Regions from separate parts of the Rattus norvegicus genome. Here all the other regions are linked to region 1. A link is a contact called in public Hi-C data. All regions are on one chromosome and are shown on one strand. Each heading gives the region's core, a stretch centred on a gene start, on an enhancer-like site or on the middle of the called end of the contact. The rest is flanking DNA. Distances are from core to core; before and after follow the strand shown.

Region 1 (4,337 bases), core at 1,326-3,825:
GGATTAGGGGTGACTGTCTGGACAAAAAGAAAGAGATAAATTCACTTTTAGAGTAATTCGTTAGTTTTATTTTTAAAGACAGTTTACCCCCCCTCCCAATGGTTGCCTGTGGGAGCTCACTGCAGGAACAGTTTCTATATTTTAACTGTTAATCTCCTCCACAGCTGCCTCTGAAGTCACTGAAGAGCTCCAAGCATGTTTTCTGGGTTCCCATGCACTTGAACTATGATAGGGATATTGCCATCTACCTAGTTTCTTCCTCCAGTTCCCCTCCAGGCACCCTCAGGCACACTTACATAAGCACACATCATTTCTCCTTTCACAGGCTGACCAAAACATCTGTCAGGAAGCCTCCTCTTACTTCCCAGTCCTACAACTCAACTGTCCCCTATGTCCACTCCATTATACACACGCAACTTTCAGGCCAGAGACAAACCTGAGGAGATATTCCAGGCCTTTAAGAGTCTTGGATTTTGAAACTCATTTGTGGATATTATTTCACCTCGGAAGTCCATGGAGTTGATGAGGAGTTGTTTATCAATTGTATTGCCAAAACTTCAACGTGTTTTTCAGTAACGGGGTGACGATCTGGTCTTAAAGGGACTCTTTAGTCCCTTTCCTAAGGGAAAGCTGTTACAGCATTGGCATAAAGTTTTTCCACCTTTGACAACAATCTCAAAGATGTCCATTCTCAATTATAACCCGTATAATTCTCAGCACGAAACTGTGTCTTGGCTAAATCGACTGGTTTTATCTCTACAGTCATAGGTGTCTTTGCAAAATTCTTCACGATGACCCAGGGACGCCTGTTCACGAGAAGCTTCTATGTATGGGTATAAAGATTCCTGTTATTGCTAGCAGTGAAAAGAACATAACCACCCCATGCTTATCAAGACAGTTTATGCTCATGCATTTAATTGTCTGCCGAAAACATCGTAAAATCCTTTGCCCCACAATCCAGAGTTAGTTAACATGGAGTTTATAAGTCCAGCTGATTTTTTTTTTTGAGCAAAGAACCCTGAGTCCAGAAATGTGCCGATTGCAAGAAAGAGAAAGAAGGTTCAGGCCCACTCCGGTACTCAGCCATCAGAGGGTTGGAAAAAAAACAATTACAACTAGTTGGACTCCAAGACAAGGAGTCCTGACAGGGAGTCAAGACAGCCTGTATCGGGATGGGAAAATTGCTTCCCACAGGAATGCTCACCTCTTTGAACTGCCCCAGCAGTCTCTCCACTGCACTTCTACCTCAAATTCCCAAGGTCTGCCTGATTGTCCTGAGGTTTCTCCGGGGAGTAGGATCAGCTCCCTCTCTCCATTCAGCTGGGCTGAGGCAGAAGCCTCAGCAATGATGACAGAAGCTGCAGATGCTGAGGGAATGCCCAAAGGTGACCAGGCGCTGGAACGCTAATGCGTGTGTGTACAGAAGAGCTTTGGGGTGTGTGTTTGTGTTGCTGGCTGCTTATGCTGGAGGGACTGAGCATCCTAAGATTTCCATATACCAACTGCCACCCAGCGTAAAAGAAAGAACGAGGGAAGCAAAACCAGACAAAAAGAAAAAGAGACGGAGTAGAGAGTAATGGAAGGTCAGCGTGGGAGGGTCTGGACCTGGAGCACAGAGGCATGGGGATTCCTGAGGAGGGAAGCTCTGAAGCAATGGGGTTGCAGGAACAGACTCGCGGGGACCCTGAAGTGACACAAGAACACGACAGGGCAGCTTGGGTGATGTGTCAGCGGGCAATTTTACTTGCCTTCAGCGTTTACTTCCATTTCTCTGCCCTCCTCCCAGCTCTTGGCAGCGAGTACTTCTCTCCGTGGGCATTTGCACACAAGCTCCAGAGTCTGCATCACATAAAGGGACTGAAAGACTGATCGACCCTCCCTTGGACTATTTAGTGGCTCAGAAGTGCCTTAAGGGCGCAGAAAGACCGGAGATAGAAAGGTGGATGCATATACTGTGGAAGGACAGAGGCAGAGTATCCCCCCCAACACACACACACACACACACACACACACACACACACACACACACACACACACACACACACACACACACCGCGCCCCCATAGATGTCAATTTGGGTGAATTCTTAACCCTGGAGCGCTCTACAAAGGAAGTCTCCCTGCTTGCGAGGCTTCTGACACCCCAGGGACATGAAAGGGTGGAGCGCACAGGTGGAATTACTGTATTTTGTATCTGCAACCCGGTTTGGACCGCACCTCAGACGCTCCCAGAGCCACAAGTTTGAGATGATAGCTTAGCTCCGCAGGTGCCAACATTAAAGGTCATTTGCAGCACAGCTAGCCTCTAAGACCCGCAGAGTGGTACAGTACCCACCATGAGTTGGGAGGCCAAGCTCCTGCAGCGTCCGAGACTTCATCAGCTCTGGGCTGGGGCCCCTTTCCTCAGCCACAGTGGACAATCAACCTTGTGCGCCAGCGGAGGAGAATAGGCTTGCAGAGGACTCCCTTCTCTCTCCTCCTGGGAACCTTCCCCAACCTTTTTTACCCCGGCCAAGGTCCGGGGACAATAGCACTAAACCTGTCTCCCTTCCCTCACCGGAAGGTTCTCTCCCAAGGCGGAGTCAGAGGACGGAGTGGCGGCGAGAGGGGCCTCCACCCTAAATGCAGTGTGCCCAGACCCTGGGGTTTAAGGGTGGCTTAAGGGGGAGAGGGTGAGCGGCAGGAGAGACTGAGCTCTACTTGCCTTTCCCACGGCAGCATCTAGAGTGGGGGGTTGAAGAGGAGCAGAGTCTGTGACAGCGGGGGGCGGGGGGGATTGCCAAGCTCAAAAAGAGCCATACTGGGGTATCGGTGCTCACAGGCTGCTTTTGCCACATTCCACTGGACTTAGCTACCCCAAATGGTTTCCCCCGCCCCAGCTGTGAAACCCCTCCTTCTTTCAGACCCGCCAAGGTACGTATCCTCTCCAGCAAGCCCCAGATGCCAAAGTTTCCATTAGAAAACCTGCACGTGTCGGGGACCACCAAACAATTCTTCCAAACCCAGACCCTCTGGGGCCAGGGTCGGGTGATTGGGAGGAGCTGCGAGGTACCGGGCCCTTGGTACGGACAATCAGAGAACCGGGTGGTATAGCAGCGCCTTTACCTGTCGTTGACTTAGTCGCCCGGGGCTGTGATCTGGTAGAGTCTGGCTGGAGCGAGGAGCCTTTGGCGGGCTCAGGTTGGACCGGCTTGGGAGCGAGCGGTACTGCTTAGAGTCCTCAGCTGACTGCCCGCTTGCCTTCTCCCTGGATCTTGCGAGAGAAAAGCGAAAGATTAGTTGTCGCCGCCGCACTTAGACGGGTGGGGCAAGGGAGGCGGGGAGACTGCGGACCCCAAGGCTCAGAGAAGGCTGCGGGGCATTTCACTTCGGTCGTGTCACTTGGCTAATCTGGGACCCCGGTGGTCTGTTCAGACTGGAGTTAAATTGCATCTGTCCGCCGCCCTGAGCATCACACCCCCAAAACATAGGCAAATAAGACTTTCAAACCTGGCTTTCAGGGAGATGACTGTGGGCACCGGCACAGAAAGGAGACCTGGATATGGTGAAGAGCTGGGCGAGCTTCATTTCTTCACCCGAGCGCTGGAGAAGTACTAATTAGTGTCTGGGAGCTGCGCTCCTCCACTTCTCCCAGCGCCTCTGGCGATTTCCAAGTGGGATCTGCGACTTCAGGGTTCTGGCCAAGCCCGCAGGCTGGCGTGTGCGTGTGTGCGTGTGTGCGAGTGAGTGTGTCTGTGCCCCCGCGTGCCTGCTCCCAGGAACTGGTCTCCTCGCCCTCACCCGCTGTGTGTAGCAGCAGAGCAAGAGAGTGGTGTCTCTATTTGTGCGTTTGTGTTTGATTAGCTGCAAATGGGCGGACAGTTTCTGGAGAGAGCATTTACAATTTTCTTTCGTTCTGACAGGATTAGTTGCCGTTGAAGGAGCCTCCGCCAATGAAATCTTCTCTGCGCTCTGATTTGGCGGTTCTTCTGTGCAAATATGACAGCTTTCTCTCTCAGCTCTTTCCTGCATCTCTCCATGTCCGTCCCCAGAGCCCAGCTCTTCATCTGCAATTTCTACACCACAACCTTTGCAACCACCACCACCACCACCACCACCACCACCACCACCACCACCACCACCACCACCATGACCACCCCTAGTTCCCATGCCAGCAAGTGCCGGGTTGCTACAAAGGTGACAGGGCACATTGGGAAGAAGGCTTGTTGCTTGCAGAAGACACTAAGACCTGTGTTTCCAGGTGGGGAAATGTTAGAATAAATGCAATATACTTTGTACTAAATATATAGTCTTGGAGAAGTGTTCAGATTGTTTATTCCTTTGATGGTGACTAATGTA
Region 2 (4,337 bases), core at 657-3,156, 970 kb after region 1:
GTGCAATGCCTTAGGACAGAAGTAATGGCAAGACCCCCTTCCTCAAATCAAAGAGTAATCTCAATGCCAGCATCAACACCTAAAGTCACAGTGTTGCTGCCCAACAGCGACCCACAACACGACGGTGTCCTTCAGCTATAAACACTTATTTTTGCTCATGAGTTGATGGATGGGTTGCTCCGTGCCGCTGATCTGAGCAGTCCCACTCCTGTTTCTAGTCACCACTGTGCCCTTGCAAAGTCACATGCTGCTCCTATTTGGTGACCACACCAAACTCTAGGTCCTCTAGTCAGGGTAGTCGGGGACGGAGTATTTCAGAGCAAAAGGTCTCACCTTGTACAGAAGCCATTCATGGGCCACTGACGACGTCAGTTTTCTACAGAGCCTGAAAGGAAAAAGGCTGGAAGAGATTCGAATTCCAAAAGCAGGTGAAGAGCTTGAGTTGAGAAGGGGAACTCCATGGTAGAATTAAGAAAGGGTTGGTAGGGCAGGATGCATGTGTTTCCGGTGGTCCTAGCAATTTAGTCTCAAAGTTTCAATGCCTGTTTTCTTCTTCACTATCAACAACCACAAATACTTTGTTTCCCATGCCGGTTTCCCTTTTCCTTCAGATTCAAACACAGTCTGTTCACCTTGAATGAACACACATTTGACCTTATGTGCCTCTCCAGATACCGACATTCTCTGAATTTAAAAAAATAAAAAAGGAAGGAGGAGAAGATATTGAGGTCCTGACATGATTGTTTCCTTCAAAGCAGGTCTGGCCATGACTGTCTGGGGACGATGTTGGCCTTGCCACAGTTCGTGACGCTAAAAGATGAAGCCACTCTGCATCGTGTTGCCCTTGATGTGGAATAAACACCGATCCCAGCAGCTCACAGTCTGCTCAGAACTGAGCAGAGAGAGTCGCTCTGCTTCAACAGAAAACCCCATAGCCTACTTCCCGATGATAGTTTCTACAGAAGCTGGGCACAACGAGCGTATCTGTGGGGCTCTCGAAGGGTTACTGGTTTCCTTGTGAGGGGACTGCACAGAGGAAATGACCAGGAACCTAGGCCATTGGCGTCTGAGGAAAATGGAAGCTCCTAAGCTTCCTTAGCCCCTAGGTTATGTCACCTGGGGAGACCGTCAAAGCAGGGCTGAGTATACATAGGCAGAAGAGGAAACTGAGGCACCACCAGTAGTAGCTGTCTCAGTAGGCAACCATGGAAGTGTTGGCTACAAGACCATCAGCCAACCCAGTCAAGAAAGCAGAACACAGGGTGCTGTTTGGGGCGGGGTTTAAGGGGACTAAAGTGAACATCTGAACCAAAGTGGTCTGAAAGAAAAAGTTTGTGTTTGGGCTAGAACATCCAGACGCAGCACATCACCAAAAAGGGTATGAATCCCCATGCTTCATGTTAACCATTTCCAGAAAATTCCAATGACCTAAAGCAGGTAGACAGGTGCTCAAACCTGTGCCAAACTACCAGGGTGGCAAGCTGCCTCTCTGCCGTCCCCAGAATCCTCAGGGTTTCATTGTCAGTGTGGACCATTGGTGTGTAGATGATGTGGAACGTGTCCCAAACAGAAGGGACAAGGCAGGCCAAGAACTCAGAATCTACAAAGTAGTCTCGGCCTCCTCCTATGTCTTCCGTCTGGAGCGTGAAGAGCGATTTGGTCACATTCTAGAGCTTCAGGGTCAAGTTTAATGTCCTCCCCTTAGTCTCCAAACACAAGATTCACCATCCGCTTCGGCTCGCACTTGGGCTGGGTATATTTCTACTCCCTTCCCCTCCTCTGCATTGCTAATAATTGACGCTGACACAAATCGCCACGGAGGACACATTCCTCAGGCTGCGGACCACTGATTTTGACCTTAATGTTGCTCATCTCAAGCCAAGTGCACAAATGCAATGGATTAGAGCAAGCAAACAGAAGTCCAGCCCTCCGGCAACCGGCTCAGCGGTAGTACCTCCCCCGCCACCCCGCCCCCGGCTCAAGTTTCCTTTCTCCTGGGAAGAGAGTGCCATCTTGTGGGCGATCAGTGAACTTACGCATACGCCACTCCACTTTTCTTTTCTTTTCTTTCTTTCTTTCTTTCTTTCTTTCTTTCTTTCTTTCTTTCTTTCTTTCTTTCTTTCTTTCTCTCTCTCTCTCTCTCTTTCTTTCTTTCTTCCTTCCTTCCTTCCTTTCTTTCTTCCTTCCTTTATTTCTTTCTTTCTTTCTCTCTCTCCTTCCTTCCTTTCTTTTCTTTCTTTCTCCACTCCATTTTTCTTTCTTTCTTTCCTTCCTTCCTTCTTCCTTCTTCCTTCCTTCCTTTCTTCCTTTCTTTTTCCTCCTTCCTTCCTTTCTTCCTTTCTTTTTTCTTCCTTTCTTCCTTCCTTCCTTTCTTCCTTTTGTTTTCCTTCCTTCTTTCCTTTCTTCCTTTCTTTTTTTAGGTTATTTTATTTATTTACATTACAGTCATTGCCCACCTCCACCCCCCACCCCTGTTCCTCATTTTATTCCTCTTGCCTCCCAGAGGGTGTTCCCCACCCCCACCAGGCCTCCTCCTTCCCTGGGGGAGGGTTAGACGCATCTTTGCATCGTCTCCCACTGTAGCCAGACCAGGCGGTCCTCTGCGTATATGTGCCAGGGGTCTCAGATCGGCTCCTGTTTGCTCCTGGTTCTTGGCTCAGTTTCTGGGAGCTCCCTGGGGCCTGGGTTAGTTGAGACTGCTGGTCTTTCTATGGGGTTGCTCTCCCTTTCAGCTTCTTCAATCCTTCCCCTAATTCAATCATTGAGGTCCCCGACTTCAGTCCAGTTGTTGGATATGTATCTTCCTCTGTCTCAGTCAGCTGCTAGTAGGGCCTCTCAGGGGACAGCCATGCTAGGCTCCTGTCTGTAAGCACACCATAGCATCAGTAATAGTGTCAGGTTTTGGTGGCCCCCATGAGAAGGATCCCAAGTTGGGCCTGTCATTGGACCGCCTTTCCTTCAGTTATTTCTCCATTTTTGTCCCTGCAGTTCTATTAGACAGGAACAATTCTGGGTCGGAAATTTTAACCGAGAATTAGTGACCCTGTCCCTCCATTGAGTCCCTGTCTATCTACTCTTCAAGTGCCCTCTCCTCAGTGTTAGGCATTTTGGCTAAGGTCACCCCCCAATGAGTCCTGAGAGCCTAGCACCTCCCAGGTCTCTGGGACTTCCTAGAGAGCACTTCCACTTCCCACCCTCCCCCCTGAGGCTGCTGATTTGCATTCATTCTCTTGGCCTCTGGGCTTCTCTCCTGTCCCCTCATATCTGATCCTGTTCCCCCTTTCCCCTCTCCCACCCAGGTCCAACCATCCCTCTGCCTCCCATGATTATTTCCTTCCCCTTCTAAGTAGGACTGGAGCCTCCTCACATACACCTTTCTGCCTGTTACTCTTCTTATGGTCTGTGGGCTGTATCGTAGGTAGTCTGGACTTTTGGGTTAATATCCACTTATCAGTGAGTACATACCATACATGTCCTCTTGGGTCTGAGTCTTCTGCACGGTATCCAGGCCATCCCAACACTGCTCTTAGGGGTGAGCTGATCCTGATTTTCAGCATCTGCTGACAGTGTAACATCACAGCTGCAGGAGATACACACGGCATGACACACACCATGACACACACTGTGACACACACTGTAACACACACCGTGACCCCAGCTCCCAACCTGTGGAATGAGCTGACCCCATCCTGCCACCAGAGACCATCTTGTGTTCATCTGTAGAGAAGCTCTCCTGCTCACTACTCAGAGAGATGTCCACAAAAGAGTGCCAGCACTTAAGAGGCTGAGGCAGGAAGGTAGAGAGTTCAAGGCCAACCTGAGCTACACAGCAAGACTCTGTCTCACAGGAAAAAAAAATCTAGAAGGCCAGATCTAGAACCGAATGATCTAAAGAACTACCAAGCAACAGCAAAATGGCAAGCAGAGAAGTTGTACCTTTCCACTCATTTAGAGAGACAGGGTTCACAGGTCTTGGTTGTCTGTCCCACCAGAGCTGCTTTTCACAAGTGGTAGTACATAGGGGGCAGCACTGGGATTCCTGTTAAAATTCACCAGTGCCATGTGCCTTGATAAATATGTCATTTTCTCAAGTAAGCTCCAATCTCATCTTCTCCTCCGTCCTCCTTTCTGTGTCACCTAGGAGGTTCTGAAGATTCTCACATTAAAAGGGCCAACAGGGGGATGCGCAAACAGCCCCCCAAGCAGGAAAATGCTTCTGAGACAGTGGTACTTACTCAGCACCTCATAAATGCCAGGAAACCAGCAGATCTCATTTCATCCTTGAAGCAACTCTGTCTGTAGCCATCAACTACCAACTCAGTTGGTAAATAAGAAAT
Region 3 (4,337 bases), core at 1,139-3,638, 590 kb before region 1:
TTGTGGAAAAGGTTTTAGGCTTCAATATCAGTTATTTTGTTTTTATATTAATAAAACATACAAGGGGGGGTCGATAGGGTGATCTCTCCTCCCAAAATGCACTTGGAACTGAATATGGAAGGTGGGGCTTCTCCACTGTTTCTGTAGCAGTATTAAATCTGCAAAGAGAACTATGGCGATATCTGAGGATCCTCAAAGTCAGTGGGGTAAACAGTACAGACCACTGCTGTCCAGGGACATTATGGTTAAACCACATTTGTAGATGGACTTTTTCTAGAAGGCATTTTAAAGGGGAAAATTGAAAAGAAGCAGGCAAATTTTGTTTCCTATTTCCTTTAGATTTTATAGAAAACATCCCAACATGCAAGGTGTAAGTTACTGCGAACTGTTTTACGTGGTGTCCGCAGCGCTTTCGAAGTCTGACTCATACTGTAGGTGTGCAGCCATCCCATTTGGACCTGCCGTTCAGTGGCACAGATGTGGTCTCTTCGCACCTGGCTTGCCCAAGTCAGAGGCACATGGGTACAGGTGTCAGGTAACATGGTTCCCTCTTTGATCCCCGTGCTGAAATCAACCCAGATGACGCACGAAACATTCATGCTTAGAATAATAGAATTATTATGAATAAACACTCTCTGGCAAAGTGGTGCCTTTTTTCTTGGTTATACCGCACTGCCAAACCTCCAGTGATGCCTACTCTCCTCATACGTGGAAGAACACGTGGACTCAGCCACTTCTGCCACAGGCAGCCCTACTCTGGCTCCTAGTGGAATGACCTGTGCTCTCTGCCCATCTGGGCCCTGGCTCAGAGAAACTAGGTGGGGCAGTGCAGCTCACCGTTAGCTACTCCAGAGCCTTGTCAGAAATCCCCAGTTAAAGTGACGTTTGCCGTTCACTTCACACTTCCTGTTCGTTTGGCCTTCCTAGATTAAGAGTAGTAGATGGCCCCTATTTCTGAATGGGTGCAGGGCAGAAATTATGCCAAGAAGACAAGTTAGACAACATGGCAAGGCCTAGTTGACCGTGTGAAGCCCTTTGCTCTCTTGGCATCTGCCTCTCTTTCTCATGAGAAAGTAAATGCTATGTTTTCTACAGGCATTCGCCAGTAGTGGGGAGCCGATGGATGCCCAAAATCTGCTCTTTATTTTTTCTTGTTTAGTGATAATCACATTTCTTCAGATTTTGTGGTAAGTTACAAAATTCATAAATTAAAAATTAAGGCAATAAAGCGGTAAAAGTAAAATGATAGTTCATTTCTTCCTTGGCATCTGTGGGTGACTTGTTTCAAGACTCCTTATAGACACCGACCTGGCTTGATGCACAGTTCTTAATGTAAAATGGTGTAAAGTTTCTGTGGGGACCTACATGCATTCCTGTATACACCACGAACCATCTTCAGACAGGGCCCCTTATGCTGTGTGAATAGCTTCACTTTTAGGGGACAGTGACCAGAAGAAACATGGCCTGCAGTATAGACATGAATGTTTCCTGGGAAACCTTAGTCCAAGCAATGACTTAAGTCAGAACCTCTGGATACAGAGGGCTGGGGTGGCTGTACCTGTCAGAGTCCACTGCTGTGCCTTGCTTTTCTCTGAAAGTGGAGGGATGTGACTGTCAAGTCTCCACCCACATGGCCTTCATTCTTTTCTGCCTGTTCTATCAGAGGAAAATGTCAGTTCACTGTCATCCACACTCCGCAGCCCTATCCAATGTCAGCACACTGGTGGAAGGCAAGAATTACTTGGTGTCCTTCTGTGACAGCTAGAGCTGAGCGCAGGCAGGTGGTGGCAGCATTGGCCAGCTGCTGCGGCAGTGCTGTGCCCGCTCAGGCAAGAGGCGAGGACTCGGTGTTCCCAAGCTGTCATCCCTGCTGGTCCTAATGAAAGAAGGGCAGACCGGAAAGCTGGAAATGTTTTGGCCCAATCAGGATAACTTTCTTCATCGGCGGGGGTGGGGGGGGTAATTGGAGGGGATTAGTGGGCTGGTGCAGATAATTTGGGGGAATGTTGAAGCGTGATGAAGCAGAGGACCTTTCTGAGAGCCTGTAGTCTGAAATCTGGGACGGTGGCAAGAGCAGGCTTCTGATAACGACCTGGGAGGCAGAGCCCTCCACCCCCTCCACTCCCGTGGGGCCTGAAGACCCTTTATATACTTTTGTTTTGCTTCCATCAGGATAAGCATGTAGGGTGTTAACCGACGTTCCCCTGTTTCTCCTGCTACGGCAGCACGTTTGTGTCCGCCCCTTTTTGATGGCCTCTTTCAGTTGTAGGGAAGTTTGGCCGCCGGTGTTATTTATGGCCTAGAAACAACAGACTTCTTGGTGTGAAGACGGACGAGGGTGAGGCTGATTTTCAAGTTTAAGGCTCATCTTTCTTCAGGCAGAGCAGTGGCAAGATGGCATGTTGCTTTTGGGAAATGACCTTCACTGGTGAAATATGGGGGCTGGAGAAAAATACTGTGGTGTTCCGCAGGTAATGGTGGTTTGCCTTTCTTACTTGTCAGGCGTGTGCAAAGCAAGGTCTGCATGTTCAGGAGAGAAAATGACACTGACATGCAGACACCACGACTCTCTGCTTTACAGAAGAGGAAGGAATGTGCTTAGTGACTGGTCCGCTCACTCCCGGACCCATGGGAGCTTGGTTCTAATGCCAGTGTCTCCTACTGGGTCTTGTGCCCTCTGCCCCACCACCGTGCTGCCTTTTGAGTAGTGATGATGTATCTGTTGGGGAAAAAAAACTATTTGCAACTGCTCTGAGAGTAAATAGTAACTCAACTCAGTCAAAGGACCCTCAGTAAAACAATGGGTGCCCATGAGAAAATCAAAGCAATGAACATGGTTTTTTTTTCTTTTTCTTTTTTCTTTTTTTTTTTTTTCGGAGCTTGGGACTGAACCCAGGGCCTTGTGCTTGCTAGGCAAGTGCTCTACCACTGAGCTAAATCCCCAACCCCTAATGAACGTGTTTTAAAAGTCACACGATGCCATTCATTGATGATAATAACAATGAGATACAAGCCGGCCTGCTCATAGTCATAGAGAGCTCTTTGATCAGTGAGCTAGGGAGGTTGAAATGCATGCATGCACACACACACACACACACACACACACACACGCACGCACGCACGCACACACACACACATATGCATGCACAGGCACATACAGGTATATCCACACGCATAGTTCACGGATTTGCATCCAGTGTGCATGTAAAGACATCTTCCTATGGAAGTCTGAAGAAATATGCTTTGTCCTTGGAGACAAGGGTACGATATCCTCCCAAGTCCCCAAGGCTCTGGGTGGTACTGAGTGCAGATGAAGCGCGGCCCTTGGGAACCTCTTTATTAAGAAAGCAAGACAGCAGCTAAGCCTAAGAAGGTGTGATTGGCAGCTGCCTTCTCATCACAGCAAGTCAAGGGACTCCTTTCTTTGTGGCTAATCCTCTTGCTTTCCCATCCCTTTCGGTGTGAGTCTTCAAGTGATTTAGAGTTTTTCCGTGTTCTCATGTTCAGAGGCGGTTGTTTGATTTTTCTCTTTCTATCTCTGTTTCATTTCCTGACAAGTATTTTAAGACTTATCAGACTAGAATGGTGTCTGCTGTAGGTGGTCAAGCTTCCATGCTAGAAAGACATCCCTGGGTTAGTGCGAGATTGGCCTAACTTTACTGGACAGAGCCTTTCTCAGTTTCTTCCGGACATATTAAGTTACAGTCCCAGGATCATGGCCTCAGGCATTGGTATCTGTACTCTGTCCCAACCATCTTTCCCCTTGCCTGGAGAGCACTGGTGTCAGTACAGCCTCCTACCAGCAGGGGGAGCACCTTCATCCCTCATTATTAGACAGCCAGCCAACTGGATTCTTTCACTGCTCCAAGCCTTTGCCTCAACTTTAAGGCCCTTGTTTAGTTGATGGGCAAGAAGATGTCTTTCTCTTCTCTTTCCTCTGTTATTGCTGCGCTTACCGTAAGATTGGATGTTGTGAGGGTGAATTAATATACCTATCTTCCCAAGGAAAGAGAGATAAGGCAAACTAAAATAAGAATGATCTCTCACTTAAATCTAGAACAAAAGAGAGAGGATGAGCTGAGCGACCATCTCTCTGAGAAGTTTGGTGGGGGAAGGGAGAAGCGTCTTTTAATCATCTCTGGATGGGTTGTTGAATTACATTCTGAGTTCTACTACCTGTCTGCCGTTCTGGTTTCTCTCAGCGCTATTTGCTTCTGCGTTTGGAATTCCGAATGCTTCTGGCCTCTTTGTGACCTTCCGCATGCATCCTGCAGGTTACCCAGTGCATTCAGCTTTCACCGTGCTTAGCTGTGTTCTCAGTAGCAGCGAAATGGTGT

What was found. Hi-C and Micro-C count contacts between places; a contact is called where the count stands out from the background.
Region 2: a Hi-C map of liver shows a contact between it and region 1, with 8 times the contacts expected there. The contact joins the enhancer-like site here to the promoter of Chrm2 in region 1. A contact is called at or near these places in 8 of 12 Hi-C or Micro-C datasets (the A7r5 cell line, Schwann cells, hepatocytes and 4 more).
Region 3: a Hi-C map of the A7r5 cell line shows a contact between it and region 1, with 6 times the contacts expected there. The contact joins the enhancer-like site here to the promoter of Chrm2 in region 1. A contact is called at or near these places in 2 of 12 Hi-C or Micro-C datasets (the A7r5 cell line and frontal cortex).

Annotation. Positions count from the first base shown.
Region 1 is chr4:65,980,688-65,985,024 of GRCr8, reverse strand. It overlaps Chrm2 (cholinergic receptor, muscarinic 2), which reads right to left and starts at 2,575. Exons shown (of 2, transcript NM_031016.2): 1 at 2,335-2,575. It overlaps LOC102554507 (a long non-coding RNA gene), which reads left to right and starts at 2,756. Exons shown (of 3, transcript XR_005503520.2): 1 at 2,756-2,912; 2 at 3,902-4,239.
Region 2 is chr4:65,013,735-65,018,071 of GRCr8, reverse strand. It overlaps LOC134486754 (a long non-coding RNA gene), which reads right to left. Exons shown (of 2, transcript XR_010066134.1): 1 at 3,466-4,337; 2 at 2,142-2,863. Among named protein-coding and RNA genes, the nearest start is that of Fam180a, 41 kb to the right of the region's middle. Within about 2 kb of position 1,906, at least 18 of the 93 cell types and tissues checked have an H3K27ac peak or open chromatin away from gene starts, as enhancers often do. A contact at or near this core is called in kidney and liver, where this site is marked.
Region 3 is chr4:66,572,777-66,577,113 of GRCr8, reverse strand. All of the region lies in intron 12 of Dgki (diacylglycerol kinase, iota), which reads left to right. Among named protein-coding and RNA genes, the nearest start is that of Ptn, 230 kb to the right of the region's middle. Within about 2 kb of position 2,388, at least 14 of the 93 cell types and tissues checked have an H3K27ac peak or open chromatin away from gene starts, as enhancers often do.